Regions from separate parts of the Rattus norvegicus genome. Here region 2 is linked to region 1. Evidence: chromatin contacts called from public Hi-C data. All regions are on one chromosome and are shown on one strand. The core of a region is the stretch at or near the end of the contact, and the rest is flanking DNA. Distances in the headings are between cores, read along the strand shown. Region 1 holds the start of Tdrd7 (tudor domain containing 7). Region 2 holds the start of Tstd2 (thiosulfate sulfurtransferase like domain containing 2).

What was found. Hi-C and Micro-C count contacts between places; a contact is called where the count stands out from the background.
Region 2: a Hi-C map of liver shows a contact between it and region 1, with 2.5 times the contacts expected there. The contact joins the promoter of Tstd2 here to the promoter of Tdrd7 in region 1. A contact is called at or near these places in 2 of 12 Hi-C or Micro-C datasets (Schwann cells and liver).

What each region holds. Positions count from the first base shown.
Region 1 is chr5:65,039,143-65,042,953 of GRCr8, forward strand. It overlaps Tdrd7 (tudor domain containing 7), which reads left to right and starts at 2,174. Exons shown (of 18, transcript NM_138871.2): 1 at 2,174-2,450.
Region 2 is chr5:65,209,297-65,213,107 of GRCr8, forward strand. It overlaps Tstd2 (thiosulfate sulfurtransferase like domain containing 2), which reads right to left and starts at 2,229. Exons shown (of 10, transcript NM_001108663.1): 1 at 2,044-2,229. It overlaps Ncbp1 (nuclear cap binding protein subunit 1), which reads left to right and starts at 2,336. Exons shown (of 23, transcript NM_001014785.1): 1 at 2,336-2,438. The coding sequence starts at 2,405.

The DNA.
Region 1 (3,811 bases), core at 924-3,423:
GGAGTCATGGATAAAAATGGGAGTATGAAAAGATGTGGCCACTTAAGATTGCACCTTGACATTTACATGTAATTATGGATAGACATATACATTATATATGATTAAGTACACATATAAACATATACTCATCCATAAATATAGACAATCGACTATACATTTATCCTACATCCTGACATTAATTCTACCCCCCAGGTATGTACGGGAGAAAACCATTTGACTACGTAGTGGTTGTTTATAGGTACTTGATCCAGAGCAGCCCCTCCAGACTAGAAACGACAAAAATGCACATTAAATGGGACTAATAAACTAGATGTGACGTAGTCCTACAGTGACAGCCATTAACAGGAAGTGACTATTGGTAAGTACAGCAGGAATGAGTCTCGAAAGCATTGCATGAAGTGGAGATCCAGGCACAAAAGCCTACACATCCTATGGTCCCTACATATGGTACTCCTGAGAAAGCAAAGCTGAGGGGACTGAAATCTCATCCAGCTTCCAGGAGTGGTGGGTAGAGGCAGGGAACAGGGGTAGGGCGAAGGCACAGGGGAACCTTTGGAAATAAAACTAGTTATGCATCTTGATTGGTACTGTAGCTGCACCGCAGTTGGGCACATTGTTAATTCACCAAACAGCACACTTGAAAGTATTAACTTGTGGCAAATATTCGTAAATAAAGCTGGTTACAGAAGGAAAACCAGGTGCAGCACATGACTTTTCTTTGTACGTAAGATACTGCAAATGGGGGACCTTTATAAGCATAAAGGATCTCAGACTTAGGGTCCATGCACGCATCATCTTATGATTGGTTTTATATATAGAACTCAACATTGCCTAACTTCTATCCCCACAGCATGCTCTCAGTTCACAGATGCTGTTTTTACCCTTACCCCCCATCAGAATGTGGAGTCGGGGCATGTCAGAGCATTGCAGAATCCAAATAGAGAACAGTTGCATTCTGGGTCTGCGAAAGCCACTGCTGCGTTTAGTTTAACGGGCAGGGTAGGGAGGAAGACATCTGAAACAGACTGAAATAGAATAAAAGCACTGTAGAGAATTCTGTTTCAGAGACCCCTCGGCAGCTTTAGGCAGGGATCAGATGTGAAGTTATGAAAGAGAACAGTGTTCAAAGAACACCCCTGGTCAAAGCCTTAGGACAGAACCTTCTGAGCACAGGATATGCGGCTTTTCACGATCTCCTTCCAGTCTATTCATCGCCTATGAGTCTGTAACAGTCAATTGTCTACTCACCACCAAAGGATGTTTATGCTATCTGTCTTTAGGTATTGCAAGCAAAGCTGATTTAAACATCCCTTTACAGGTCTATGACGAATAAACCCTTTCCTTTCTCTTAGGTCAATACCTGGGAGTGGAAACTCAGTGAGCAAGGGTTATAAACTACTAGTGTATGCAACAACACAGAAAAACCTCAATAGAATTCTGATGAGTGAAGAAAGCCAGACCCTCCCCCTTAATGACAATACCTATGGAATAATTACATTTATAGAAAATCCCAGAAAAAGTAAGCAGCTCTATAGTGAGTAAACAGGACTAAAAGGTGGGGCATGAGGTAAACATTATAGAAAGAGAGAGAACTTTGAGGGTGTGGCTATGTTCGTTATGCTAATATTTGTGATCGTTTCCCTGTTGTATGCATACCAAATACATGAAACTGTACATTCGAATCGTGCAGCTTATAGTACCGCGAGTATACCTCAAACTGTAAAAAAAAAAAAAAAAATGTTGGTTGAGGAGGCAGCAGTCTCTCAGCAAAAAGATACAGAATGATGCCAAATCTTCATGATGTGTGACAGCAAAAGCAGGCATTACATGTTAGTGGAATTACCGTGGAGTGAATAAATAGCGGCTATTCAACATTTTTAGAATGAATTAAAGAATTTGATAAGTATTTATTTCATGCTTATTATATACGGGGAAGTGCCCTTAGACAGCTTTAGTTTTAGAGCAGTGCTATACAGGCGTGAAGAATCCGTGACAAAGCATTTTAATGTAGTCACCCTCCTCCAAAGAGTGACCTAGAAGACAGCTGAAGACCGACTGACTAGGAGAATGAAAAGTAACTATTGCCATGCTGAAGAGAATGAACTTTGTGGAAAGAGACTGAAGCCCACACCCCGCCGTCTGGCCGGCGTGCGCACGCGCAGAAACCGCTAGGCGGCGTCGGTTTCCCCTCTTACACGCGGAACTCGAAGTGGGCGGCCGTGGCCGCAGTGCTTGCGTCTGCGCAGAGCTGAGCCGGCCGGCTAAGGGGCGGGGCGTGGTGCGACAGGGCGTGGCCTAGAAGGCGGGGCTTTAGGTGATTCCCAAGCCGCGGCTCAGGCCGTGCTGGGGAAACCGAAAGTGGGCGGCGGCCGCGTCCGGGGCCCTGGCGGAGGTGGCGGAGGGAGCCGGGCCCAGAGGCGCGGGCGTGGGCCGCGGGCCCCCGGGACGAGGTAAGCTCAGGTCGGGGCGCGACAGGTGCGGGCGACGCCGGGCGGGCTGCGGGGCGGCAGGGCACGGGCAGGACAGCGGCTGGGCGCGGCGCCTCAGGCCCGGGCCTCGTCCCCGCCGCGGCGGGGTTCCAGAGCGTCGTGCGTGACGCCCGGGGACGTGAGCCAGGCGTCCACCCAGCCGGCCACTGTGCAGCGGGAGATGCAGAGGGGGGCGTGGGCGGCGCGCAGATCTGAGCAGGAAGTGGCTCCCTGTCAGGAGCAACCGGCCTCGGCCCCCCCCTCCCCCCGTGCTGGGCAGCGGTACCCGAGCTCTGCGCAGTTGTGCCAGCCCCGCGGGCCACACTGCGGCGGCCTCCGCTCTCGAGACCGGCCGGTGCAGGCCGCGCACATCAGGCAGGACCTACACGTAGCCGTTCCTGTCAACCGTGAGCGCTGGGGAGGAAACAAGCATTCACAGAGAAGTTGTCTTGGAAGTCGGAGCTGACAGCTTTTCTTCTCCTATCCGCTTGAGGGTACATTTCTGTTAATATCCAGGGCTACCACTCCCCAGTCATTTTGGGGAGCAGGGGAGAGAGTGTGTATAGATGTTAAGACCCAACCCCAAAGGATTCTGATACCACCACCACAAACCAACCAAGAAAACCACTATTTGCGTTGCTCTCAACCTCAGCTCTGCAGATGGACGTTTGCAGGGAAGTGTTCTTGGGACTGGAAACGCCTTTAGTGACAGAAATGTAATTTAGAACTAAATCCCCATCTCTTACCGGCTCCCAAGATGCGGATGAAAATGTGGCATTCTACAGTGCGGCCTTTGCAGATACGTATTGGAATCTGAGCTTCAAAGCTTAAATGTGAGATCGGGAATCAATTGCACCCCTGGTCCCTGAGCCTGCTCATGTACCAAATGGGAATAGCTAACTTACCCTTCGAAGTGTTTTCAAGACAAGATAAATCTTTGGCTCATGGTGATAATTGTCCAAAGTGACTTTTTCTTTCCCTCAACTCCTCATATTTTACAGGTTGGGATTTCAAGGTTTTTGAGGGCAGGGACACACAAAACTTTATATAGGGTAAGTTGGCACACTGTGTAGACCCAGCTGATGTGGTTGAGCTTCAGTTACATGCAAAATACCATGCTGGCCGTTGAGCACAGCTCCTTGTCCCTTTTCTTCGCTAGATTTTCTCTTTGCTAAGACAATGAGGCAGCACTTGGCAGTGCTCTAAGATTTTAGTCCCTGTGGATTGGAAGTGGAATGTAATCCCTGCTAATACCCTTTTAAATGCGCCACTTGAGCCTGGCTGGGTGAGCTATTGTGTTGCATTGAGTTTAAAACTCCTAGAAAGATCAGCTCTTTTTTTAA
Region 2 (3,811 bases), core at 979-3,478, 170 kb after region 1:
GGAATGCTGGGCCACTATACCAGGCCCTGTGCTTTGCCATCCTTTGAAAGTCAGCAATCCACTTGAATTACATTCACCATCATCCCAGTGTATGGCTCTGGCAGTTCTTGTCTGATTTAGTGATGCTTAATGTTTGGTTTAGGACCTTGGACCAAAATATGTGCATATTTTACATATCAAAGCAGACCTGGCCTTCAGGTTCTCCCAGTATCCCTTTGTCCCTACCCGATATACCTTGCCCCAATCTTGAACTTTCCAGCTCCTTCCCCCAGAGGCTCTTGCATATACAATCCAGACATTTTGGCCTCCTTGCCTTCTTTCTTTGCTCCTGCGTCCTTTCTTCCCCGATCCCCATAGTGATTTTCCAGGCCTCGGTGCTGGCAGCCAGTGAAGTCACTTGAGAGCAGCTTCCCAATAAACCCGTCTTTAATATATCCTCATCTGGCTGGAATTGGTTCACTTCAGGCAGAGATGTAACCTATTGCTTAACTACTCCCTTCTTGGAGGACTTTTCCAAAGTCTCAACCTATTCCGATAATTTGTCCCTGCTCTTCTTTTTTTTTTTTTTTTTTTTTTTGTTGTTGTTGTTGTTGTTGTTCTTTTTTTCGGAGCTGGGGACCGAACCCAGGGCCTTGCACTTCCTAGGTAACCGCTCTACCACTGAGCTAAATCCCCAGCCCCAGTCCCTGCTCTTCTGATCACAACTTGTACCACTCTCCCTTCGCTATTAAGTCAATCAGACTACAGTGCCTGTGGTCATTCCTGAGGGGTCCATTTAGGGCTTCGGCTTCTAAAAGAAACTCCCCTTTGTTTACCACACAGCTTCAATATCCTGAACACCATCTTGTGTACAGAAGGTAACAAATGTCAATTAATACAATATAGTACTTGTTGAATAAAATAAAGCAAAAGTTGAAGAGTCAGAAATAACTCTGTAGGTATCCGATGGCCAGTCATGTAGGTTCACAGCAGAGACCATCAGGTAAAGTAAATAAGTCTTAATTCCCAAAATGTGAACAATCTGGACTTATCAGAAGAACATAGTGGTTTATACACAATGATGGGTACAGAACCCAAGAAGCCATAGTTTGGAATTTGCAATAGAAATTCCTGGAAAGATGGATTGCTTATATGTATGAATAAATAAATGAAAAGAATAAATAAAAGACAATCTAAGAGAGAGAGAGAGAGAGAGAGAGAGAGAGAGAGAGAGAGAGAAGAAGAAGAAGAAGAAGAAGAAGAGGAGGAGGAGGAGGAGGAGGAGGAGGAGGAGGAGGAGGAGGAGCCAGAACGATGGCTCATTGGTTAAGAGTGCCTACTGCTCTTGCAGAAGACCCAGGACTCAGCACCCCACCCCACCCGACTCTCGCCCACTCTCCTCCTCCCATCTCACATGTCAGTCAGAAACTCCAGTTCCAGGGTGGTGTACAACTTACACCCAGGAACAAACACATAGAATTTTTTTTAAGTCCATGAAGGGTTTTAAACATAGTGAATAAGTGGTTATAACTTGCTTTGAAAGTACAGCAGGCAGTGTTAGTGGAAAAACTGTAAAACAGGAAGTGAAGGGTCTAATGATTCCTCCCTAAATTCATGGATTAAGCAAACTACAGAAACGGCCATTTGCTGTAACAGGTAAGACTGAAGGAAAAGTTTTGGCTAGACCACGGACAAGGCAGTTTGGTGCCCATCACAGGGCAGAAACGTCCACATACTGTACACGTGCAGAGGGACAGAAGAACAATTGGATGCAGACCGATCAATAGCTGAGGCGCCCGTCAGCTGGAAGAGGTGAGCAGTAGGACGGCAGTAAGCAGGCTCGGCCGGGCGGGCCTGGCTCCCCTACCGCTGAGAGTGGCTTGCCCTTCTTCCCCGCTCAGTTTTCCCGAGACGTCTACAGCCAGACGGCAAAAGCGAGAACACGTACCCGCAATACCTAGGCCTTTCCTGGGTCTCCCTTCTCCAACTTGGCGCTGCTCCCCGCCCTGGAGCCCACGCCCCCCCCCCGGCTCGCGCGTGCGTAGAAAGTCCCTGAAACGTCACCTATCTCCGGAAGTCTCCAAAGTCGTCGGCGCAGGGGCCGCCGGGAAAATACTGCTGGGCCTGTGCAAAGCTGAGGCGGGATCGTTGCAGCCCGGATAATTTAGCTCGCCGTCCGGAAGGTCCCAGAGTGGAAAGCCGGAGGAGGCGGCTGAGCTTGGACTTGCAGACGCCGGCCTTCCACCGCGAAACCCATCCGGTGCCTCTCCGCTCGCGCTTCCGGCAGGCGTCGTGAGCGAGTGCGCCTGCGCGCCGCTCAGTCCGCGCGCCTCGCCACTGACCGCGCACCGGCCGGCCGGCAGCCCGACGGTTCTGGTGTTGCAGGCGACCCGCAACTCAGATCCGCTGCGCATCAGCAAGCAGCATGTCGCGGAGGCGGCACAGCTACGAGAACGATGGTGAGTGCTCTGGGCCTGGCCACCGCACCCAGGTGAGAGTTGAGAGGCCGGACTGCCCTCGGTCTCTAGGGAACAAATAGGAGTCCTTTCTCCCCGGGAGGGTTCGAGGAGCCCCGAAGGGAGGCGACTGGCTCGGGTGTGGATAGTGGCTTCAGGAAAGCGACGGCCTCCCTGCTGCCCCATCTCCTTCAGTCACGGGGAAGGAAGGCCTGGTGTACCCCGTGGGCAAACCCGACCTGGAGTCCGGCGACACTGAAGACTTAATCCCTCACTACTGATCGTGGAAACGCACGTGTCTGCTGCTGCCCCTTAGGGTCAGTTAGTGGCGGGGATCTAGTGGACCAGTGTTTTCATTTTAACCCTCCAGGGTGCACTTGGAAAGGACCCTGGGAAGACGGGAAAAGAACAAAGCTATGACAGAGATCGGATGTATTGCAATCTGAACCCTACCCCTCTACCTGCCACCTTCTGATTTCCCTCTTAGGCTTCAGGGAAAGAATACCAACACCTCAGAGGTCACTAATAAACAGACACATGCTGTTTTGCTGGATTGACTTTAAGCCTATTTCCCTGTGTAAGAAAGTGCAGGAGAACTAACCTGAGCATATTAGTAATTCTCATGTCAGTTTTGATAGTCGCGGGCAAGGAGGTTGTCGTGTTGCCATAAATTTTGTTGCCAAGCTCAATTTTGCACCATTATTGCCTCTCAAGGACACAGCCATACCCAGAAGTGAAACTTGGAGCTGTTGATATTAGTGAATTCCTCTTTGAAATGTATGTTAGATCCAAATGATCAAGACAAGAAAAAACTTTAGAACCCAAGGGTTTAGGTTCAAAGCTCGACATCTGCTATTTACTATGTGATCTTGTCATGGTCATATGCCCTCCAATACTAAGCCTTTTGATTTCTACGAGGACTAAATGAGATACTGTGCTCACCAGTAAGTAGTTCATGATGCTGTTTGTTTTACCAACTGTCAATGTCTCAAAGGTGATACAGATAAATGTTGACGTCATTAAGAAAAAAGCCGCCCCCCCCCTCCAAATTAATTGGGTAGCTTCCTTCCTTGGAATGTTAAGACAACCAAGTAGAATCACACATAGTTTTAAAGTGGACCACCAGGTTTTTGCTAGGCAGTACCTGAGAGAATGCCCTGATACATCAGAGCAAGTCGGAACTCCCACCACATCAGCATAGCTGCTCTGCTTGCCTGATTTTGTTTTTGTATTTAACATGATGGCTTCTTATGTAATTCATGTACAGAGCACAGGGAATACAGCTTTTCTCTGCTTTGTATCTGACTACTGAACTAATCTGCTTGGGATCAGAGAATTTGTCCTTGGTCTTCATCCTAGTTCTTTCCATTCTCTTG